Linked DNA regions of Danio rerio: region 1 is linked to region 2. A link is a contact called in public Micro-C data. All regions are on one chromosome and are shown on one strand. The core of a region is the stretch at or near the end of the contact, and the rest is flanking DNA. Distances in the headings are between cores, read along the strand shown. Region 1 overlaps septin8a (septin 8a). Region 2 overlaps shroom1 (shroom family member 1).

The links. A called contact is a pair of places that touch in the nucleus more often than the background predicts.
Region 1: a contact with region 2 is called in a Micro-C map of caudal fin, with 11 times the contacts expected there. The contact joins two enhancer-like sites. A contact is called at or near these places in 2 of 18 Hi-C or Micro-C datasets (caudal fin and hematopoietic stem cells).

What each region holds. Positions count from the first base shown.
Region 1 is chr21:47,117,154-47,123,458 of GRCz12tu, forward strand. septin8a (septin 8a) reads left to right here. Exons shown (of 10, transcript NM_001115117.1): 9 at 1,125-1,294; 10 at 4,094-4,735. The coding sequence ends at 4,097. ccni2 (cyclin I family, member 2) reads right to left here. Exons shown (of 10, transcript XR_012396971.1): 10 at 6,064-6,305. Among named protein-coding and RNA genes, the nearest start is that of ccni2, 25 kb to the right of the region's middle. Within about 2 kb of position 1,593, at least 8 of the 62 cell types and tissues checked have an H3K27ac peak or open chromatin away from gene starts, as enhancers often do. A contact at or near this core is called in caudal fin, where this site is marked.
Region 2 is chr21:47,053,430-47,060,281 of GRCz12tu, forward strand. It overlaps shroom1 (shroom family member 1), which reads left to right. Exons shown (of 8, transcript XM_682698.11): 8 at 3,800-6,852. The coding sequence ends at 4,054. Among named protein-coding and RNA genes, the nearest start is that of sowahaa, 18 kb to the right of the region's middle. Within about 2 kb of position 1,817, at least 4 of the 62 cell types and tissues checked have an H3K27ac peak or open chromatin away from gene starts, as enhancers often do. A contact at or near this core is called in caudal fin, where this site is marked.

The DNA of each region.
Region 1 (6,305 bases), core at 343-2,842, 64 kb after region 2:
TTTCATTTTCACTTTGACAACACATCGTCCCTGTCAAATTGATAATTAAAATGAAGTTGCCGATTTAACATTACATTTTCACTGCATTTCCACGTCAAGACTGCCAATATTAAAATAAAAAGCCAAACTGAAAAATAAAATGCAACACAATTTTTACAAAGCGTGTTATTAATATTCACGCTATAATAGTGACACAATTCAAATTAAAATGTAAATTTAAGCTTTCCTTTTATTGACACTTTTTCATTTCAATTTTCATTTTCGATTTCATTTTCAACCTCAACCTGTATGCAAAGCCTGTGCTAATCAGAAACTAGAACTGCCACTGACCAGCATGGTGTGATTTGTGGGAAGGTGTGATAAAAATACCATGTTAAACTCTTCCAACCAATCTCCCTCCAATTCTGCGAGCATTTGCATTGATTCCTCCATATTATTGTCCAATCCTCTTCTGCTATACCCTTCTCCCCTTCTTTCTCCCACTTAGTTTTAATACAAATCGTCAAGTGTGTATGTACACTGCAAAAAAAGCCTTTCTATTGCTTTTCTAAATTGTATATTTCTATTATTTATGCAAAAAAACTCTTGTTTTTAGTCTTGATGTCAGATGCTCACCCCATTAGCAGATCATTTAGCTTGTTTAGAGGAAAAACTCGCTTTATTATCTTCAACAAGATAATAATTTTTCTTCTTTATTTAAGATTTTTTTTGTACCAGAAACAAATCAAAGTAAAATATACAAGAGTATAAAATGTGTGAATGCGACAGTGTATGGGTGTTTCCCAGTACTGGGTTGCAGCTGAAAGGGCATCCGCTGCGTAAAACATATGCTAGTTGACTGTTAGTTGACCTCTAATAAATAAGAAACTAAGCTGGAGGAAAATTAATGAATATGGTTGCAAACAATTTATGTGGGCAATTTATAAACAATTTATGAAAACAAATTTAATTAGTAATGTTCAATCTAATTTGTTTGTTCAATTAAATTCAGCCCATGTAAATTATTTGCGACCACCTTAAAACAAATCAAATGATGATTTTTTTTTTACGTTCAGTGTTGGCTTGTCCAGTGTACTTGTGATGTCCATGACAAATAAATCAATAAATATCTGTAATCTGCTCAGTTACATGAGAAGTTCGAGCAGCTGAAGCGAATGCACCAGGAGGAGAAGAGGAAAGTGGAGGAGAAGAGACGCGAGCTGGAGGAGGAGATGAACGCTTTCAATAGGAGGAAAGTGGCCGCCGAGACCCTCTCGCTCTCACAGCCCCTCAAGAAGGACAAGGACAAGAAAAAGTGAGTTCGCTTGTCTTCTTATTCCTCTTTTTCTTTAATGTAGAGTGTATTAATTCTATTGTTTATAATCAGACTTGATAAAAACAGTCTGCAGAAACGCTTTGAATGTCATTCTCCCTTTGTACGTGTCATCAGAGGGGGAAAGTCCCACCCAATAGTGACCATCTCTTCCTCATTAGCATAGGGTGTTAGTCTTTTTCCTAAACATCGTTTATTTTTACCACAAAACAGCAGGTTGAGGTTTTGAGCTCGTTCTGCTGTCAGGCCTGTGCTTCATGGGCGCCATCTTGTGGTTACTCGCATGTTTACACGGCGTCCATTTTGTGGTTTAAACCTGACGCGGTCCAGCATCTGAAGGAAAGCTGATCATATTCGACTCAAAACAACTAACACTCGGTCAGAATATAAAACAAATCCTCTGATTGTGATATATTTTTAATTATCTATATCACAAACTAATTTTAAAGGCACAATGTGTACGTTTTTGTCATTGATGCCTCTGAAAAAACACTAGAACACAATGTGTTATTGCTGATTTATTCATCCCAAATGTTTTAAGGAATGATCAAATCCAGAGAAATAATCACTTTTAACAAGTGTTAAACTAATTCTTTGATTGAATTTTAAAATACCTTTATCACAATCTGAGTTAAAGGCAAGTGTTTTTGTCATTCAAACCACTAGAACAGTGTTATTTGGCTGATTTATTCACTTATGTTATCCCAGTAAAGGGATACAGGATGTAAAGGCACAATGTGTACGGATTTTTCATCCAAATACCTAAAAATCACTAGAACCGTTTGTATTTAGCTGATTTATGTACTTATATTATCCCAAATGATTCAAAGAATGACCAAATCCAGAGAAATCTCACTTTTAACAAGTGTTAAACAAACTCTTTAAGTCATTTTGAAAACACCTTTATCATTTTTAAGACACAATATGTACATTTTTATCATTCAAACATCTAAAAGTCTATAGAACAATGTTATTTTGCTGATTTATTCGCTTATATTATCCCAAATGTTTAAAAGAAAGATCGAATCCAGAGAAATAATCACGTTTAAAGTGTTATGGACTGTGTGCTGTGTGTTCATGCTAATGACGTCACACACCCTCAATATTCACTGTGGTTTTCTAGAAAACATGGAAATACTTCAGTGTTTTTCTTCACGGTTATCTTACTTCATGTTACCATGATTATAAGTGTTGAATTTTTTACTCATTTATCAACATGATTTCTGCTGGAATCTGTAGAATGATCCCATAAATCCACACTCAGCAAAATACACGTTTGTTTGTTGTGAATACGCGCCCCCTAGTGGCCAAAACTACATACTGTGCCTTTAAGCTAAATAAACTGCCAGCTATCAGCCTTAAAATGATAGTACACACAAAAATAAAAATGTTGTCATCAATTTGACATCGCCTGCAGTCCCATTTAGCAATTTGATAGCAACTGTCTTTTATATAGAAGCGTAATTGATTTTTAAAAACGAGGAGTGTGTTTGATGTAACTGATGTGTTTTATCTTTTAGAATAAAATGTGAAAGTATCTTGAGTTTGTGGTTACCACAAACCTTACTTAAGCAATTTAACCAAAATCCCATTAAAAAAAAAAAAAAAAAAAAACATTGGCTTTAGGTCACGGGAACCGCAACTGCTAAAATGCTAACTTGCTTCTGGGTTTTTGCATACAAATTGCCGTCCTCATCCACTCTATAAGTGTTAAATATTTTACTCATCCATCTACATGATTTCTGCTAGAGTTGTGTAGGATGATGAAGACCACAACTCCCATGAATCCACACTCCTCAAAATACATCTTTGTTTGTTGTGAATACGCCCCCCCTAGTGGCCAAAACTACATACTGCGCCTTTAAGCTTAGCAAACTGCCAGATATTGACCTTAAAGTGATCGTACACACACAAAAAAAAATTCTGTCATCATTTACTCATCATTACAAACCTGTTTGTGTTTGTTTTGTCTGTTAAACACTAAAGAAGATATTTTGAAAAATGTTGAAAACCGGTAACCATTAACTTGGTAATTAAAGGGAATTACTTCAGTCTTACTCTGCTTCATAATATCATGGTGTAAGTGTTAAATACTTCACACAGATGATAAAGACCACAACTCCCATGAATTCACACACATTAAAAATACACCTTTGTTTGTTGTGAATACGCCCCCCCCAGTGGCCAAAACTACATACTGCGCCTTTAAGCTGAACAAACTGCCAGATATTGACCTTAAAGTGATCGTACACACAAAAATAAAACTTCTGTCATCATTTACTCATCATTACAAACCTGTTTGTGTTTGTTTTGTCTGTTAAACACCAAAGAAGATATTTTGAAACATGTTGAAAACCGGTAACCATTGACTTCTGTTGTATTTTTTGTTCATACAATGAAAGTCAGTGGCTGTATTTTCCAACATTCTTCAAAAAATATTGTTTTGTGTTCAACAGAAGAAAGAAACGAATTCATTTAGAGCCACTTGAGTGTAGGTAAATGGTGAGGAAATGTTCATTGTTGTGTGAACTGACCCTTCAGCTGCATTATAGACTCGGCGGATGCTTCAGTTCTGGACAATATGACTCAAAATTCCTGCAGTAATTTTCAGTGAATGTTTAGTTTTCATCCCAATATGACAGCATGCTTGTATTTCTGTATTTCTCAGTGCTTTTATGATCATATTCATGTGTTCATTTGCATGTTTCCACCTTTTTTTGTTCCTCATTTTTCCGTTGATACTCATTTTCCTGTTTTGTGTTTGTTTGTTTTTTCTTTCAGTTAATTTATGAGCACATCGCAGGCCATCCATGGACTTTCCTTCATTACATTTGCAGCGTCGCCTTTTGATTTGTTTAGTTTTTTTGACATGTTCCTTGTGTTAAAGGACCAAAAGCTCCTGATTGGACGGCAGAGAGGTGCATTATGGGGACTGAACAGATTCCTGTGTTGTATTTTTGTCTCTTGTTTTCCTTCATGTGTGTTTCTGGTGTGGATGAAGGTCATTTTTAACATCCCTCATCAGCTGTGTTATTTTACTCTTATGTTTCCGAGCGCGAGTGTGTGTGTTTTCTTTTATAGCACACCGTGTGTTTTGGTACTAAACCATCTGCTCATTCGTCTCGCTGTCAGTTTTTTTTTGTGACGCGTGTATTGAGAAGTGCACGTTTCCCTTGCCAATGTACAGTAGTATTTAAGATCTGAGCCAAACTCATGATTACAGCGCAGTGATGATTTTATTATTACACCAGCCTGGCCGAATAAAGCTATTTTTGATGCTGTTTTTAAGAGCACACGACAACAGATATGCAAATGATATCTATTTTTTTGTATCGCGAGGTGTATAAGGCTGTATTCAGGTTATATTGTTTCACATTTAAAGCCATAGCCGATGCTGAAATAAACACTCCCCCATTTACATCATCTGCTGTGTGCTGTTCGCTCTTTTAATCAGACTAATTGCGTGATACGAGAAATAAAGCCGACGTTGGGTGTGATTAGTTACTGTAGATTACTCTTCTGCTGAGAGAGTAATGTCAGAGATTACTTTTTGTTTTTATGTTAGTTACTTATACAGGGATCACCAAAGTTTATCCTGGAGGGCCGGTGTCCTGCTGGTTTTAGCTCCAACCCCAATCAAACACACCTGAACAAGCTAATCAAGCTCTTACTGGGTATACTTGAAACACCCAGACAGGTGTGTTGAGGCAAGTTAGAGCTAAACCCTGCAGGGCACTGGACCTCCAGGACCGAGATTGGTTGGAGATCACTATATGTCATTTTTGTTGTACAACATATTGCACTGAAATGTATTACGATAAACTATATTATTGTCATTTTAAGACTCAGACTTATTGTCATTTTTAATGCCAGAATGACAATATTAAAAATATTTTATATTCCTAAGAATATTTAAAATATATTATTTGAACAATTATATTTTATAAATATATATATTTACATATATTTATAAATATAAATACACACACACATATATATATATATATATATATATATATATATATATATATATATATATATATATATATATATATATATATATATATATATATATATATATTTTTTTTTTTTTTTTTTTAAATATTTATATATATATATTATAATAATAAGGCATTGGAATCAGAATGTGAAAATATCCCTATACAAATAAATATTCTTTGGCATATACATACATCTACACTCACTAGTCACATTATTAGATACACCTGTCCAACTGCTCGTTAACACAAATTTCCTTAAGAAAGTTCTGAAGGCAAAAGTACTAACCTGGTATTAGTAAGGTGTACCTAAAAGAATGGTTGGTGAGTGTATAAACAGACACACACACACAGCTGAATCTACACCAGGGGTCACCAATCCTGGTCCTGGAGGGCCGGTGTCCCTGCAGTGTTTAGCCCCAACTTGCCTCAACACACCTGCCTGGATGTTTCAAGTATACCTAGTAAGACCTTGATTAGCTTGTTCAGGTGTGTTTGATTAGGGTTGGAGCTAAAATCTGCAGGACACCGGTCCTACAGGAACAAGTTTGGTGACCCCTGATCTACACAGTAGTAAACACTGGAATTTATTTATTTTTTTTATTCACTAACTGCAGACTAGAAAGGGTGTCCAATAGTTTTAAGAACGTCGATGAAGGGTTTTGATCAACTTCCGATGTTGACTATGTAGATATATATTAATGAACTATATTATAATTTTAAATAAGCATAAAAAAACTCAAATGACAGCTGTCAAAATACAGGTTTTTTTTTATTGCATAGAACAAAAGAATCTCCTGTTTGTACAAAATAAATGCAGGCTCCCATTCAGAACAGAAAACTCCTATTAGTTTCATTTCAGAGGAGTTTAATACCTGTAGCTGCCTTCTAAGGGTCCATTTTTAGTTGAAATCAGGACAAAAAAAAAACTGCATACTAGCTTAACAAATGTTATTTCTTCTTCACATTAATCAGAAACACAAAATATAAAAAAA
Region 2 (6,852 bases), core at 567-3,066:
GATGATGTTTAACAGAGCAAGGAAATTTTCACAGTATTTGCTATAATATTGTTTCTTCTGGAGAAAGTCTTATTTGTTTTATTTTGGCTAGAAGAAAAGCAGTTTTTAATTTTTTAAACACCATTTTAGAGACAAAATTATTAGCCCCTGTTTTTGATAGTCTACAGAACAAACCATCATTACACAGAACCCTGCCTAGTTAACCTAATTAACCTAGTTTAGCCTGTATTATGTCTATTTCATCGCCGTCTGTTTTTAAGTCTAGGTTGAAATCTTACCTTTTTGATTTGGCATTTTATTAGTGAGAATTATTTGTTTTTACCTATATTAACTATTTGTGATAATTGTTTGTTTTAGCTATAATTTTATACTTGTTCTTTGTGATTTATTGTTCAGCACATTGGTCAACCTTTGGTTGTGTTTAATAGTGCTATATAAATAAAATTGACATTGACATTGACTTTAAATGTCACTTTAAGCTGTATAGAAGTGTCTTGAAAAATATCAAGTCAAATATTATGTGCTGTCAAAATGACAAAGATAAAATAAATCAGTTATTAGAGATGAGTTATTAAAACTATTATGTTTAGAAATGTGTTTTAAAAATCTGCTCTTTGTTAAACAGAAATTGAGGAAAAAAATAAACAGGGGGTGAATAATTTAGGGGGGCTAATAATTCTGACTTCAACTATACATACATACATGCATGCATACATACATACATACATATATATTTATTTATTTTTACATACATATAATATTTATTTTTAGCATCCAACATTACAGTTGTAATAAATTATTCATAGTTACAAATCAGTATCAATGTTTGTTTGTTTTTTTATTATTCTTTATTTCCAGCTGATGAACAATAAAAGCACTGACAGATCAAAATCTGAATAGTCATAATGTCACTTACATTTATTTGAGTGCTTCAAATGTACCTGAAAGCATAAAATAAACTGACTTGAATTTGTTTTTGGTCTTTAATGTTCCAATTCGTTTGTTGCAGTTACAGTTTTGAGGCCATCTAGTGGCCATAATCATGTTCTGTTCCTCCTCCAGAGGTCAGCAGCGACACTCATGTGTGCTCTGTTATGATGCTTTAACTCATCAGTGCATGCACTTAAAATCTATTAGTCATTCATTTTCCCTCGGCTTAATTTCAGAGGTCACCACAGCAGAATGAACCGCCAACTATTCCAGCATATGTTTTACTCAGCAGATGCCCTTCCAGCTGCAACCCAGCACTGGAAAACACCCAAACACACTCATTCACACTCAAACACTCTGGCCGATTTAGTTTATTCAGTTCACCTATAGCGCATGTGTTTGGATTGTGGGGGAAATCGGAGCACCAGGAGGAAACCCACGCCAACATGGAGCGAACATGCAAACTCAGAAATGCCAACTGGGACTCGAACCAGCGACCTTCTTGTTGTGAGGCGACAGTGCTAACCACTTAGCCACCGTGCCACCTTAAATCTATCACGTGGAGCAAAATAATGTTTGTAAATAATTATTGATAATTAAATTATTGATATTTTGCAATTAGCAGGCCATTTTGATTGGTTTTAAGGAGATAATCACTTAATTTTGACGTATTATGTCTGAAAACAAGACCGTATTTTTTGCTTGTCTGTAAAATGCTTCTTGATTTAAGGATTTTTATATTTTTGGACTGAAAACAGGACAAAAACTGTGAGTAAGAAGCATTTTTAGCAACGTGAATGCAAAAACTTGAGAAATTAGAGCGTCTGAAGAGCTGGATGAGCTGGTTTAGGTGTGGTTTACAAGAGTAAAAGATAAACTCAGCAGGATTTACTCTCCAGGAACAGGTTTGGACAGCCTTGCAGTGGCCAATCAGAGATGTTTAAAGGCACAATATGTACGATTTTGTCATTAAAAATGTAAACGGGTATTAGTTTTGCTCTCGTTATTGGAATACACCCAAAAGTTCTGTCATCACCTACTTTCCCTTCACTTAAGGGCTCGACAATAGGCACCGGTGCCAGCGTGTGAGATGTTCAGGACAGTACACAGGATGATAACAGGCCTAGTTGGGCAAGTGCTGCCTTGTCACTAGAGTTTGATTTGCCTGCGACTGTTTGTCAAGTGCGTGCAAATGCGGTCTTAGGATGCTTTCACACCTAGACGTTTGTTTCTCGTTTGCCCAGTTAGCGCGCTTCATTTGGCATATGTGAATCTCGCAATCAGATCCGCACCAAAACTTTCTAATACGTAAGTGAAAGCATGCTGAAATATTACCAAGTGCTGTTTATCCATTAGGAAAATTGAAAATTGACTATTTTTCCATATGTTAATCCTATAATATTTTGTATTAGGCCTGTTGTTTTGTTCATTTCTGCACTGACACCTCGAAAGAAAGGTCAACATTGATCTGCTTGATCTCCCTTCATCTGTTATTTCTTTCTGTAATTTAAACCTATAATATAAAGCTTTTTTAATTGATTGATTAATTCAATAGATAGATTTTTACAAAGCTTAATTGAAATGAGGCTATGAGAAAGTCTTACCTCTTTGGTTTATATTTGGTGACGACATATATACAGTTGAAGACAGAATTATTAGCCCCCCTGAATTATTCGCCCCTCTGTTTATTTTTTCCCCCAGTTTCTGTTTAACGTAGAGATTTCTTCAACACATAATAGTTTTAATAACTCATCTCTAATAACTGATTTATTATATCTTTGCCATGATGACTGTAAATAATATTAGACTAGATATTCTTCAAGACACTTCTATACAGCTTAAAGTGACATTTAAAGACTTAACCAGTTAAATTAAAATTCATTCAAATGTGAAAGTGTACCTTTTATTTTCTGGCTGGTTTAGCGTGCTGTAATTAATTTAGCTGGTTCCTGCACATGTCTGTAATCAAAGGAAAAAAGAAAAATGTCTCCACCATAATCTATGCAAAAGTTATTGTGTTCCAGCTGATGAGAGGTGCTGTACAAGCCACAGGGAGCGATCATTGTTTTCATATTTCACTGTTCTTTTGTCTGATCAAACATAATTCACTGTGTTTGGAGCACGTCAGACATATAAACCTATTACTTATGCACATCACCTCAAAAACAGAGGAGAATGGCCCTGAAGCGCACAGCATAAGGTAAGAGATGACAGCTGTCTGTGCTATCTGGGGCTGCTTATTGATCATAAATGTATTGTTTTCACTTCTGCGCCATGGAAACACCGAGATTCATTCGGCAACTGTTTGATATGTGAATTTAATTCAGTAAAAAGAACGCCAGAACCGTATGAGCACCGGCAAGAGCTTTCATTTGAGCTATAACGTGTACATATGTCATATGAAAAATATGAAAATAAACCAATGTTCAGCTCGGGTATCCAAAATACTGTGTATTTAAGTGTAAATAACTTTGGTACAGTAGAATAAACAACAAAGTGATGCATATGTGCATAAAATATAGATTCTACATTTTCAATCGAAACCACTTACAGGGGTCTGGTGCAACGCTAGCCCTTTAATTCTTAATGTGAAATTCGATGACGTTAGCGGGTCCGCAGAGTTAAACTAGGTTAATTAGGGTAACTAGGCAGGAAAGGCATTCGCTGCGTAAAACATATGCTGGAACAGTTGGTGGTTCATTCCGCTGTGGCGACACCTAATCAATAAGCAACTAAGCTAAAGGAAAATGAATGAATGAATGTTAGTCAGATTACTGAAATTAATTAATTAAACTAAGAAAAGTCCATCATCAGCTTGAGAATGAATAACTGAGATATCAATATCATCCCTGTTTACTTGCATCCGCAGCAATCTCTGGACAGCCGCTACCGTCTCCTGTGCAAACAGCGGGACGACGCCAAAGACTTGAAGGATAACCTCGACCGGCGGGAGCGCCTGGTGTCCGGCATCCTCTGCAAACAGCTGACGGACACACAGATGCAGGAGTACCGGCGCTTCATCCAGACCAAAGCCTCGCTCCTCATCCGACTCAAAGACCTGGACGAGAAGCAGCGTCTGGGAGAAGAGCAGCTGGAGGCTTTACTCTGCAGTTTACCTCTGTGAGGATGAAGGTGCCCGAGATAAACAGACTTCACTCCGCCTTCATATTTGGGTGTTATTTTATTTTGATGGTCCCATATTTGGACATCCAATAATCAATCTTAAAACCTTTTTGTTTATATTCACGTTTTTTTATTGCAAAAAGAGACATTTCACAGCAGCTGTTTTTACAGCAAATTCTCCAAATTAAATTCCCTAATCAGGGAAAGAAAACTAAAGCAGCACATCCTTTTACATCATAGGTCTCAAACTGGGTTCCTGGAGGGCCGCAGCTCTGCACAGCTTTGCTTCAACCCTAATCAAACACAGCTGATCCGACTAATCAAGGTGTTCAAGACCACCAGAGACTATTAAGCAGATGTGAGCTGGTTGGAGCTAAACTATGCAGAGCTGTGGCCCTCCAGGAATTGAGTTTGAGACCACTGCTTTACGTGATCTTCCATTAATACCAAAAATGTTTACAGAAGTAACCAGACCATTAGATAAGATCCTTAGCGTTTAGCCCTGTATAAGTCTAAAATTTCACTCAGATTGGTCTTAAAATGGTCTTAAGAAGTCTTAAGTTTGACTTGAAACCTGCAGAAACCCTGTTTAAGAAACTCTAACCTTACAGTCCACTAATACTCTTATTTATTTCTTATTCAGAGCTTTTGTCTCATTCTAGTCCGAATATCTGCAAACTCTTAAATCAAAAAGCAATTTCTAGAAAAGTTTAAATTATTGTCTTGTTTTCAGAAATAATAGGTGAGTTTCTCCTGAAAACGAGCAAAATAACCTGCCAATTAGAGTGAGGAATATACTCTTGAATACACTTTGAAATAAGACAACTTTACTTGCCACATTGGCAGATTATTTGAGCACAGGATCATTCTGAAAATGCACCCCGAGATACATTTCTGGAGAGCGTGAATTATGTAGCCAGAGCTATGTATGGCTGCATTTCATCTTTAAAATGAAGGTTTTTTTATTGCAAAAAAGATGCAATTTACAACAGCTGTTAGGCATTTTTACAGCAAATTCTCCAAATTAAATTCCCTAATCAGGGAAAGAAAACTAAAGCAGCACATCCTTTTACATCATAGGTCTCTAACTGGGTTCCTGGAGGTCCGCAGCTCTGCACAGCTTTGCTTCAACCCTAATCAAACACAGCTGATCCGACTAATCAAGGTGTTCAAGACCACCAGAGACTATTGAGCAGATGTGAGCTGGTTGGAGCTAAACTATGCAGAGCTGTGGCCCTCCAGGAATTGAGTTTGAGACCACTGCTTTACGTGATCTTCCATTAATACCAAAAATGTTTACAGAAGTAACCGTACCATTAGAAAAAATCCTTAGCATTTAGCCCTGTAAAAGTCTTAAATTTCACTCAGATTGGTCTTAAAATGGTCTTAAGAAGTCTTAAGTTTGACTTGAAACCTGCAGAAACCCTGTGTAAGACCCTCTAACCTTACAGTCCACTAATACTCTTATTTATTTCTTATTCAGAGCTTTTGTCTCATTCTAGTCTGAATATCTACAAACTCCTAAATCAAGAAGCAATTTCTAGAAAAGTTTAAATTATTGTCTTGTTTTCAGAAATAATAGGTGAGTTTCTCCTGAAAACGAGCAAAATAACCTGCCAATTAGAGTTAGGAATCTACTCTTGAATACACTTTGAAATAAGACAACTTTACTTGCCACATTGGCAGATTATTTGAGCACAGGATCATTCTGAAAATGCACCCCGAGATACATTTCTGGAGAGCGTGAATTATGTTGCCAGAGCTATGTATGGCTGCATTTCATCTTTAAAGTGAACGCTATGGGGTGGTATGATGTAGCCGACAGCTTTTGTTTCCTCTCGTGCTACCAACTGACCACTTACCGCTGTATGGACGGCTTTTCTGCTTAGTAGCTAGCTATGTGCGTCGGTGGACTTTAGATGCAGAGAGGAGTTCACCGTGATGGCAGGGATCAAGTCTGGCGAAAAACGGTTCCAGAGAGCAGGTAAGACAAAAACAAAAGGCAAAACATAGAATAAACAAATAACAGGGTGAGAATGTGGTAAAATCTAAAAAACGTGGTAAAAATCAGACGAGGACGTTTTTTTTTTTTCTGGAATGCTGTTGAAAACACAATCAGTCAGGTTTAGAGATGTGGGTGGGCGGGTCAATCAGTGCTTTTGAAAACACTATTGGTTGGGTTTAGGGAAGTGGGGGTTTGGGGATATCAGTCGGTCGACAGCGGCCTCTGGTGGATTTATGCAAGAACAACAACAATCTGGTGGATTTGAGAAAGCAAAACCTGCAAAAAACACCACCTGGGACATATTTGTCACTAGAGGTGTGAACCTATACTGGTCTCACGGTTCGGTTACGATTATCATGCCTTCGATTCGGTTCAATTCGATATCACGGTGCATTGACGATGCTTTCCATATACAGTGTTATATTTTAGGGGGGATATAACAAGCTGTCTGTATAAACACACAGACACACAGCACCACACTGTCTCTCATTCAAACACATACACAAACATAGACAGCACCAAACAAACAAACACACACACACACACACACACACTTAAGCCCTCGCAACAGGGAGAGCTCGCGCTGAGTGGAGCAGAAAAAAAAAAACGAAAAAAATAAGCACTTTTCCGACGGTCCCTTACTGAGAGCTCCTCTCAGCTCCTACCGGCTAAACACATATTGCGAGGGCTTAAACGGAGCAGTGCTCGTAATGTCGTGCAAAAAAAAAGAAAGACAGCTGTGAAACATAACCAGCTTTGTCTTTTTGTAGGAAACTCACTTTAGATCTTTTTAG